Linked DNA regions of Mus musculus: region 2 is linked to region 1. The links are chromatin contacts, called in public Hi-C maps. All regions are on one chromosome and are shown on one strand. Each heading gives the region's core, a stretch centred on a gene start, on an enhancer-like site or on the middle of the called end of the contact. The rest is flanking DNA. Distances are from core to core; before and after follow the strand shown.

What was found. A called contact is a pair of places that touch in the nucleus more often than the background predicts.
Region 2: a contact with region 1 is called in a Hi-C map of cerebral cortex, with 2.0 times the contacts expected there. The contact joins two enhancer-like sites. A contact is called at or near these places in 2 of 484 Hi-C or Micro-C datasets (adipose-derived mesenchymal stem cells and cerebral cortex) and 1 of 9 other capture datasets (embryonic stem cells).

The regions. Positions count from the first base shown.
Region 1 is chr2:44,101,763-44,107,606 of GRCm38.p6, reverse strand. The region is part of intron 8 of Arhgap15 (Rho GTPase activating protein 15); the gene reads right to left. Among named protein-coding and RNA genes, the nearest start is that of Arhgap15os, 39 kb to the right of the region's middle. Within about 2 kb of position 2,801, at least 94 of the 459 cell types and tissues checked have an H3K27ac peak or open chromatin away from gene starts, as enhancers often do. A contact at or near this core is called in cerebral cortex, where this site is marked.
Region 2 is chr2:44,339,612-44,345,449 of GRCm38.p6, reverse strand. The region is part of intron 13 of Arhgap15 (Rho GTPase activating protein 15); the gene reads right to left. Among named protein-coding and RNA genes, the nearest start is that of Gm52508, 14 kb to the right of the region's middle. Within about 2 kb of position 4,324, at least 29 of the 459 cell types and tissues checked have an H3K27ac peak or open chromatin away from gene starts, as enhancers often do. A contact at or near this core is called in cerebral cortex, where this site is marked.

The DNA.
Region 1 (5,844 bases), core at 1,552-4,051:
TGTTGGGGAACACAACCCCCTCTACAACCTCTCTACTCTTCTCTAACTCTTGACAGGACACCTCATGTTCTCTATGCCCAGTCACAGTGATGTGACTGACTTAAGTCATGAATGCTTTGCAGAAGGAGTATTTGAGTTATGGAAAGCAAATAATGGGAAAGAACATAAGAACTATAACAGTTTCTTCCCAACTATTGACATTCTTTCTTAAAACAACAACAACCACCAAGTGTGACCCTTTCTGTCTCTCTTTTGAATACTGTTACAGCTCAACAGGTCACATTAACATGGGATGTTATTTAAACCATGCAAGAGTTCTTTTGTGTCTCTATTTCTTTGTTAAATGAGGTTAACAATATCCATAATAGACTGCTGTATAAGGGAAATGCCTGGCTATGTTCAAAGTAAAAATCAGAAGGAGAAGGGTATGCTAAGCATTCCATCTATGCTAACAATTGTTACTCTTAAGGTGTGGGTATGTGCCCTAAGCAGTCAGCACTGTGCCCATAATCACTAACTAAGGACAACAGGTGTAAAACTCCCCCTTCTCATCCTGCAGTCAAGCACCGAACATTCTCAGCCTTTCCTGAGCATTCGCTATCTAATATCATTAGAGCTTACTCTTGGCTGCTGCATATTTATGTACACATTTATTTATGTGTATGCACATGTATTTTTATGTACATACATATTTGTTTGTATACATTTAAAAGGAACTGTTCTTTACCACCCATTTAAAGAAAAATCTTGTATGTAACTCCCAGAGTTACCTGTGATTAATATCTGCCAGGTAGACTGTATATTTCAAGACTTCGAGCATGTGTTAAAACGATTGGGTTTTGAAGCGCTATCTGTTAAAGACTTTCTGAACTGTGACAGTGGATATTGACAGTGCTTGTCAGACTAAACCACTATTGATTGGCTCACATCATGTGTATAGCAAAACCAATTTCTTTCAAGTGCTTCTTTCTAACCCAAATACATTATTGCAGCCTTCCTCTCTGTTTATTATAACACCCAAGCTCATCGTGTGGAGCGCATCCAGCAAAAGGGTTTCCCGACAGGCGAGGCAGCAGACACAGCACAGAGAAGGGAAGGGACTTAGCAATCCAAATACCCATGCATTGCAAGTTGCCGTTCGCTTTGGAAATATTGATTCCTTGCCGTCCTTGTTTTCATTTGACAATCCTCGTGAACAGGGAACAATCAGACTAAGAGTGCTTTGCTGTTATTTACTGCCCTGTGGCTCTCATGGTTTCTCCTACTGAAAGAAACTATTCCAAGCATTGTGTATATGTTAAACTTGTGGGAAAGAACGTGTTTATGTTCGGAGGTCTCTGCTCCCCTGCTGATAAACACACATAACCCTAAACACTCAAGTGCGAGAATGTGCATGCGCACATGGGCATACACACACACACACACACACATACACGGGGAGGGGGGAGAGGGAGAGGGAGAGGGAGAGGGAGAGGGGGAGGGGAAGGGGGAGGGGGGAGAGGGAGGGGAAGGGGGAGGGGGGAGAGGGAGGGGAAGGGGGAGGGGGGAGAGGGAGGGGGAGGGGGAGAGGGAGAGGGAGAGGGAGAGGGAGAGGGAGAGGGAGAGGGAGAGGGAGAGGGAGAGGGAGAGGGAGAGGGAGAGGGAGAGGGAGAGGGAGAGGGAGAGGGAGAGGGAGAGGGAGAGGGAGAGGGAGAGGGAGAGGGAGAGGGAGAGGGAGAGGGAGAGGGAGAGCGAGAGGTGTCTATCTTTCCAAACTTTAGGATATTTTCTTCTTCGCTGAGTGAATTAGGCCAACTTTGGGCATGTGCTACATATTGTACAGTTTTGCTGTGAACTTGAATTTGCATTGTGCCTCTTCTCTCAGGAAAGAACATTCCTTGTGGAAACAATACTGTTCTGTAGCAAAACGCAGTTCTCATAATACCCCTGTGAACGGGAACAATTCCACCTTTTTTTTTTTTTTCTTTACTAGAAAATAGAATCATTAAAATATCCCCAAATGACCTATCCTCAACCAGGCTCTGATGGCAGCGAGTATAAAAGGAGTGACTCTAACCCAAAGACCTTTCAGTATTAGGTTTACCAGGTAAGCAATGACTGGGGAAAGCCAAGCTGGCCGTTCCTAAGTTTCTAGGATAATTCTCGGAGTGTTCTCCAAATTGCTGTCCCCGTATGACTTAACTCTGATGATGAAAACACCGTAGACTTTCACTAACCCTGCAAACACTTTAATTAATCTGGTCGGCTGCCGCCAGCTTCCCCCTAGCCAAATGTGCCTAGAGATTACAGAAAACACACACACCCCTAGAAGGCCGACAAATTCTAGTCTAAAATCATCTTTCAAAGCCCCTTCTTGGAAAGCCACAGAGTTTTCGGTCCAGTTTGCACATTCTGGATGGGATTTGGGCTGAGATAAGAATTCTTTATGTCTTGCCTGCAGCTCCAGACCATGTTGCAGGGCAATGGCCACTCTGCCCTGCCTCCTTCACCCTTCCAGGTGGCCTTCTCACCCCCACATTCCCGAGCGCTGAGACCGGCGCCTGGCCTGGGCTTGCACTCTTGGCTGGCTCGGCAGGCCTGTGCAGTGAGTGTAAGCGTGGCAACCTCCCTTGTCTGCTTGGTGATATCAGGGATGGGAAAATGTCACGCCAGACACAGCCTCTCAGAAAGAAGTGTTTGGGGGGACAAAACCCTCTATTATTTGAAGAATTATTTTGACATAAGCGTCAAGCTATTTGCTCCAAAATGTGCGTGCAAAGCACTGTTGCCTACCCCCACAGGAAGTGTATTGAAAACGCATGCGAAGGGTGCGCCGAGCGTATCTGAGGACACAGTGTGTAGTCTACAGCTAAGTGATCAGGGATAGCAGCGTAGTTTGTCCTTACAAATGCTGACAGACAGCTGCAGTTTGCAGCTGGCAGGGAGCTTATGCTCGCTAAACAAAGATCTAGCTGGAGCCCGGTGAATACTTGGCTGTAGCGCAGTAATCATAATTCATAACATACATTTCTAAAGGAGAATTCAAACCCTAAGAAAAAGCTCAGAAAGACTCCTGTCATTTTGTCGCTTGCTGTGGTCCGGATATGTGTTGCTTTCGGGCTATTTTGAAACCCCTCGGGGTCCTATAGAGACCTGGGTCAGCAGGCCTGTCATAAGCTAAACTGCTTTCTGCTTTCCTATCACTCTTTCAGACCTCCTAAGCAAAGTGTTACACCAAATACTCTATTCCTTTCCCCCAAAAGATTCAAATGTAGTAAATTTTCCAATCTCTCTCTCTCTCTCTCTCTCTCTCTCTCCCCTCTCTCTCCAACTTCTCCTCTCTCCCTCTCTCCCACTCTTTTTCTTTCTTTGATTTTTGAAAACATCAGAAAACCTTATTCTTTTGGGCACGTTTCAGATTGCTGTCTCAGAAACATGAAATATTAAATCTGAAAAAAGAAAAAAACCCCGGAAAGAACAAAGTGTAACTGTCCCCAGTTTGGGGGACGAGAAAGACTCAGTTGTGAAGTCACTTGCCCGAGGCAACAAAGGAAGACTTGGAGCAAAGCTGGAATCCAAACTTCTTAACCATCATTTCTGGTTTCTTTGTCAGCACCTCCTTTTGCCTCTTTAATCCCAGATTGACTTTATTAGAAAAATTGTTCTTAAATCCAGAAGAATGTTCAAGGGAGCCTTTTCGGCTGCTTGAGGCGCCCACTGCTGGCCCAGTGCTTCCAGTGACTAGGACTTAACTCCAAATGCAATAATTGCCATCAATTGTTTTATTCTACGTATTCACAATTGGAGAGTTTTGAATATAATATGGAAATATATTGAAATTTATATGCATAATTATGCATAATAATATGAAAAATACATGCCCAAGGGGGGAAATTACAGTAGCCTTCCTTTGACATGCAACAATGCTAAGTGTTTGGCTGTGATTCTTTTCTCTAAGTTTTTGGTAACCTGAAATCTGCAATAGATTATTCTTATTATTTGGGGTTTTCAGCCTTCCCTTTCCCTGGGGGACAGAGAGCTGTGTTGCCGAATGCCAGGACACCCCTCCAGATGCAGATGTCACCGAGAAGGGCTCTGCTGGATATCCTTTCCATGTGTTTCTGCCTAAGCTGGGAGGGAACAGAGAGGATTGAGCTACGGATGGGAAACGTGCTGCGCCAACTTCCAACCCCTCTGAAATTCCAGCTTTTGGACTTGAACAGGCTGTGATCGGGGCCCATTACAAGCTTGTTCACTCTTGACAAAATGAAACTTACGGTCTTGAGGGAAAAAAAATCGTCTTCCTGAGACATTAAGTGCCTCTTATATAAAATAACGCAGTGATGGCTCAAGACCCGAGGAGTTGGAAATGTGCAGACTGAATGACCTTTAAAATACACATAGGTTTAAAACCAAAAGAAAAATGCACTTAAGGAGAAAGTATTTTGACTTATTTCTAAAATATGGTTGGAAACATTAAGCAAACTTAAAATGAGGCTGCACCACGTTCTCATTTTGACTTAAAGATCTCCTTTAAGTAACACAACTGATGTAGTCATCAGCACTGACTCCAAACACAGAAATATGAAGAGTCACAGTAACAAGAACTACTGATATTGTTAACCCTTAATCCCTCAAAGTCTCAAAGGAGAGGCAAAGGGATGCAGATCTATCCTGGCAGGGTTCAACTCCCCAGCCCTGGTTTTTGTAGCAGTAAGAAATACCCATCAAGAAATATCTCCCCCAGTTAGCCAACAAAGAACAAGGTTAGTTGTTTGCACTCTATGGCACAGATGAAAAAAATAAAAGGCCACCTGTGTGAGAATCAGTCCCAATCACACACACACAGGTGCTGCCCCACACAGCTCCAAGGAAAGCAGGGGGCAGGGCCAGGCATCATGGGTGGCCCTTGCAAAGGAAAAGGAAGTTAATTGCTGTATGGAGAGGCAATGGTCAGCTGTGAATTGTTCTAGGTCACCTGGCAGTTTGGCCGAAAGGTTTCTTTTGCCAGCTCTGTGGCTCTGTAAAATGAACTGCCCTTTGGAATGCTATTGCATGTAAGGCAGAAGGTGGAGAGAGGGTTTTCTCATGCTGCAGTTCAAAGTCTACCGGCACTCTCCCCACTCTCGCCAAGCCTGGAACTGGAACGTGGTTCGTGCTCATTGAAAAACCAACCTGGGCCTGGTGTATAGAAGAGAGCACATAGCCCTTTGTTTTGTTTTGAGGTCTGACTTTGTATTCTGGTTCTGCTACCAGGGCAGTACACGGGTCAGTGTCCCTGGATTCCAATGTCTTCAGCAGCACAATGGGGGATCTCTATTCTGTGCTGCAATGAACGAATATGCTCTTACCCGTGATAGTATTGTTTTTACAGTAGACATGAGGAAAGCAGTGCCATATCCTATCCCTTCGTTCTTCATCATCGTCATCGTTACCATCCAGCTTGCCACAGAAGCTATACCATGAGACTGAGATGGAATCAGTCCTCGAGTTTCAGAGACTGATAATTAAAGATCACCTAAAGTGTCTGAACCAAAAGAGGAAAAGGGGTCACTGTAAAAACTCAGAGTCAGCACATAGAGCTGGAATGAAGCATATCACTAACACTTACGAGCAAAAGCCAATGTCTATATTGTATAAGGAGAGCTCTGGGGATGGTTTTTGATACATAGCACATCTTTAATGCATTTAATGCATACCCAAATCTCCTTCTGACAAACAAGAATTTCTTGAAACTTTGGCATAGACTTAATGTATTGTTGAAGTGGGTACACTAGGTGGATGTATGGCAAACATGACTATGTCAACTATTACTTCTGCTAATAACAATTTAAAAATACAAAAATACATACAGTTTTAAAAGTT
Region 2 (5,838 bases), core at 3,075-5,574, 240 kb before region 1:
CCCAGATGTCTGGGAGAATCTTAGCACCAGCTCTTAAAAGAGGCGTTCTCTTCCTCCCTCTTCCTCTAGCCTAGGTGTTGATTGGACCGAAATTCCTCAGAACCAAAACCAAAACCAAGCTCTTCCCAAGCTCCTCAGACAAAAATCTTTCCATATGCGCCTGTGACGCCGTGCTCCTAATTTCTGATTTTAAACGCAACAGTTAACGTTTTTAAAAATAGATACCATACTTTGGTGTACTAATGTGTAAAATGTAAATGTGAAATATAATAGATTAGCATTAGGTTGAGTCAGGCAAGGGGAACTTTTCTCTTTAGTTTAGGACAGGAAGTCACATCTGCATTTTGAAGTTCATGTCCACCACGCTGCTTTGGTGTCAACTTTCACGATGACACCAGCGGCTCTCTAGTGGCTTGATTACTCATTTTCAGAAGACACTCCTTGATCTGCTTTGCCGAGTTATCTTCTCGGATAAATCGGCACAGCCATTTTGAAATACTGAAGACAAGGAACTAGCACATATCTATTTCTAAGCACAGTGGATTGTCCTTTCAGAATTCTTCCCATGTACACTGTGAAAAGCATGCAGCTATTGATAGATCCCAAGCTCTTTAAAACCCAGAGCTCTAGGGACAGCAAAGAACTACAGAAGCAGTGGCATGAGCCAAACAGGGGAAGACGAAACAGGCTCCTCACCTTGGCTATACTATGATAATGCTGTTCTAAACTTTTAGTACAGTTTTGATCACATTGCCCACAATATGATTTTCTCATCTTAAGGGAGCTCTCTGTATCTGGTAGCCTTTGCCTTCTTTGGACACCCCACATTATCTCTGGGCCGCCTTCTCCACTCATTTGCTTAGTCTGTTCTTCTGGAGCTCAAGTGTTAACTGCTTGTTTCCTTTTGGGTACAACCACAATCAAAACATGTACCCACTTTTGGTCCTTCTCATTGTCACAAAAGTTCCTAAACTTCAACGTTTTCCATGGAAATCTTCCATGGCTTGTCAAGATAGTGTGGCCATTTTGATTTAAAGCCATTTCTAATTCATTATTTCATTGGATTTTTAATTAACATCTGCAATAGCTGTCTTAGTTTCAAACTTTATGGTGGGAGGGGGGAGGACAAGACATGCCACATTCACTTCGAGAATGCCTTGTGGAGTCTTCTGAAATTTTATTATTCATTCAGCTCATCAATATTTATCGATAATCTACTGTGTCACTGGTGTTGGACCATAGTTAAGCATTAAAGGGATATACAATGTGTATTTAGACAATAAAAGTCATGGAAAGCGAGTTATTTCAAGCAACGTGAGCACAATAGCCAATGAGGAAAGACTTGGGAAATAGAGTTGGGTGGGTTAGCGAGAGTGTGAAGAGAGTCAGCGAAGGCAAATGTGGCCAGTCAGTGAAAGTTTCTCTAAGCCCTTTCCACTTGATGAAAGACTGTTCGATTCAAAGTCAAGCGGAGCTGACCCAGGAAATAACAGCCAAGGAACAGCAAGCAGGGTGTGGTTGATTTCTGCTTCTTGTATTGCTTAATAATTTTCCTAAAAGCATGCTTGGGAATGAATGACCTTGGTTAGGGTAATTCATTTCCATTTTCTGAACTCTAGCACCTAAAACCTCTGCTTGTTTTCCTGCTGTCTTCTTGTATAGGCTGAAGGTTAGCAGAGCAACACTAACAAATGTCCCCATTTCTAAAGTTTTCTTAGGCATGTAAGCAGCAGGTCATCTTGGGTGTAAGAGTCCATTCCCCCCTTCCTCCACTCTCACGCACATACATGTATCCATGTTAGGTTTTTACTGGTAAATCAAGGGGGAAACTTGAGAGTAAGTTAAAGTCTGTGTAACTAAGATCATAGTTCTGTGGCTTTGGCTGTACTTCCCAGTGCTGGGAGTCCACAAATAAATAATAAAAAAATTAATGATTTTTTAAAGCATTTGGAAACTCTTGAGTTGAAAGGTGGGATGTAAGTGCCGTGCCTTATTATGAAAGTGATAGCTCTTACATTACATGCTCCTAATGGAGGTGCAGTAATGGAGAAGGAGGCACTTAGGCCTGGAGCCCTGTTCCCTGAAGGCGGGTGGGGCTCAGGCAGGCCTGTGGTAATGTTTTACTGTACGTGGAGAACTTCCTTCCTTCCAGGCTAGAAGGTGTGAGAAGGGTTATACTGATGCTTATTCCCCTAAACCTTGGACGACATCACCATTTCTTACTGATGGAGTATAACTGAACAATTTAATAACACTGCAGATTTAGAAACAGGAATTTAGTTCTGGGCTCAAATAAGCACACATTTGGCACAGAGCACATCACGAACCTGGAGAAGCACATCCCCTATGCACACACAGGTCCCCTATGTGTACTTGACAAAGCCCTCTAACTTCCTGTGTCTCAGACTACAGCTGTAAGTGGGTTAGGGCAGTAAAATGATAAATTGGGGCTGCTAAGTATGGCTCAATCTATCAGACCATGTCTTTACCTGAGCACACAGTGAGATGATAGGGACACACAGGCACAAAAGACAGACAGTGAGATCACCAGGAAGCTACAGAAATATTCTCTGTAAGCCATGGAGAGTGGCCACAGAAGAAAGTCTGTTGTAAGCTCTACTGCCTGTGGTGTCTGGCATGGCAGGCCTGTGGGATACCGTCTATTTGGATCTTAAACTCAACACTGAACCCAAGACTCTACTGTAGAACACAATAAATTCTTTTCATTCTGTGTGATCTGAGTGCTTTCTCAACTATGCTCATAACGTTAATTATAAAGTGAATATAACCTGTATCAAATTATGAATACGTTAACATATTGAATGGAGACAAGAAAAATAAGCACCAGATTCAGACTACATAGGCACGTGAAGGTAGAGTAAAAAAATCTGGTTTCCTTGACCACATTGTCATAATATGCATACATAACAGTTTATTGAATCCAGGCTGTGTAGACAAGCAGAAGAGGTCTGGCTCCATACTGTCACAAGGCATGCCCACAACAAAGACGCAGGGAGAACAGTCCCTTTCATTCGATCTCGCCACGTATTACCAACATGAGAGTTGAAAATCTTATGTCTGTCTGAAGTTTATCTATGTATCCATGCATAAGTTATTAACTGGGCTCCCTGGGCTCTGCTGATGAAAATATTAATATATTCAAATCTCATTCCGGCTACTGCAAAACACGGTGCATCAGATAAATGCATTAATATCATCCTTAGACAAAAGACTCCAGTATTATTTTTTTTAAAGTTTTCTCTTGTTCCTTGGACTCCTGCTGAAATCTTGGTGATATATAGCCTAATAAGGTAAAATGGCCATCAGGTGCCGAAGTACTGGGTTGACTGCATCTATAAAACTCTGTTTATTGTACTTGAAATACAACACTCTTTTATGTGAATTATGTGCCGGGTACTGTTCGGAGCGTTCAAGGCAGAAATGTTTTCTCTCGAGTTTCTTAGACATTTTACCTGGTGGGAATGAGCTGGCCTGCGTCCGGATGTCATCCAGTGGCAGACCTCTGTCCTGCAAACAACCTCACCTGCATGAGTAGCCTCTTCAGGCACAGTGAAGCCTCCATAGAATTGGGAATCAGAGCTTTGCTGAACCAAGTGGGATGGCTGGAGGAGTTCAGTGGTGAGAGGGCCGAGACTTGGTACTTAGCCCTTAAGATCACCGTTCTACACTTTTAGAGGCAACTTGGATATTTATAATGACCAGCTTCTACCCTATGCAGCTTTGCCTTTTTGCTATTGGCTGAGTTTAAGGTCTTTTTATCAATGACAACAAGCTAAGTGGGTGGTCTTCTACCTCTTTCTAGCTGTAGGAAGAAAAATAGTGACATAATTTTTCACAGCCTGAAATAATTGTGGAAGTACAGATACTGGTTAGGCTGGCTATGAATTATTAGTGGAAAAGTGGGTCTCAGAAGTACGTTACATGTGAAATATTTTTCGTCACTTGAACATGTGCCGTCCAGAGCTGGCCCTGTTCTAGCCGTCACAGGGAACAAACATTTCACATTCCCAGATGCTCCCAATTTGGTGCGGTTTGGGGTGTAATTTAGATCAAACGTCTCCATGTAAATGAGTCAGGGTTTCTTAATTAGGTGCCTCCAAAGCAAAACCTTGGACCACATCAGTAGGTGTGGGTGTGGTGCCCACAATACTGGAATCTTTCCTGTATCATTCAAATAGAGGCTCCCCCCACCCTTGGTTGTTTTTTTCAGGCAAAGCAATAAATCTGCAGATGGCATAGACAGAGAGACGCGGCTTCAGAGGAGCTGTCTGAAAACACCGCTTCTTTGGCAAATGCCGTAAAGTAGGTCATTCTGCTGTGATTTAGCTTTTTCTTTAGATTTGATTGCCAGCTTTTTGTTCCCATTACAAGTAGGGTGCTTTCCAGTCCACAGACTTGGTCTTACTTTTCCAACGGGTGTTTGTTTACCAGCGTTTTCAGATCTTCATAGAAAATGGCCAATATCCTGTCACAGGGCTAATCATGCACTTGACCACAGAGCGAAATGGATCCTGGTGATAATCTGGAGATGCTGAAATATTAAATGCCTCAAACGCCCAGTCTTCCCACAGCAAAACTGCCTTGATTTATATGGGTAGGTTTGCTGAAATAATTGCCCCATCTTTTATACATGTGGAAAGAAGGGGTGACAGGGTGTAAATGGGAAACTTTCACAGGCTATAGAGTTGTTTGTATAGATATTCAGGTTATATGCTTCTGTACTTGTCATTGTTTGTGTTTTTTATAGGGGGGAAAATCACCGGGTCCCATTTCCCTATCAAGGCTTTGGGATTTACATGCAGAGCTCCCTGTGGCATTAATGAGTTACCTGCATAAATTCCCTGGCAATCGATGGCCACATAGACCTTGTTTGGGTCCTATTAATTATTCTTCACAGAACCTTGACACCGACATTAAATGAAGCCTTAAAAAATCCTGATGAAGGTCTTAAGGTATCTTTTACTGTTCAGATATTAGCATTGCAAACCCATGTCTAGAGCATTACTCATTTCGTGGTACCATAGGGAGGGAGGGGTTGAGATGAGTTGCCAAGAGCACAAGGCACACAGAGAGAATGTTCTGCCTTTAACCCTTCAGTGCTCGAGGTCTAGTTTTGCTAGAACCAAGTCATGATGCTCAAAGTGTAACAATTAGGAAAATAACAGTTAAAATCCAATTAAATAAATGAAATATGTTGTTTTCTCCAGATTGTTGTTGAATATGGTGTCTTCTCCAAGGCCAAGCTTTGTCTTGGCAAATTGTTGATGTTTTCAGGTGAATTCCAAAATGTCAATTAAAAAAGACACAAAGTGGGTGTTGGAGAGGAGGTACATCTTCTATTCTTGGCTAGGTATGTTGCAAGAGAGGCTTTTAAGCGGGTTTGTAAGGGACAGCCTAAGAAAATGGCTTAGCATAACATATTCGCTCATTTCCAGTAACTTTCCTTCACTTAGATGGAGCATAGAAAGTTCTGATTAAGCAAATGTTCTGGTTAAAAACACTTATCATCATATGCGGATTAGCAGTAATCAAATAGCACAATTAATACTAAAATTACAAGGACACAGAATTAGCATCCTTTGATAATTCACAAGGAACTTTTGCATCTTCAAGCTGTCATTAAGTACTAGAGTTATCTCTGTGGCGAGAGTGTGGTTATTAGATAAATGGATGACTATTAGAAGTTTCTGACTGGTGAAATGGCAGCTAATTGAAATTTGTTTGGATCCTTTTGGGCTAGAGTTATTTATTGAATAATGCTATTGGATGATACTCCTTAAGTCTGGGTAATGCTGCTAACCCTGATTTTGCTGGTTA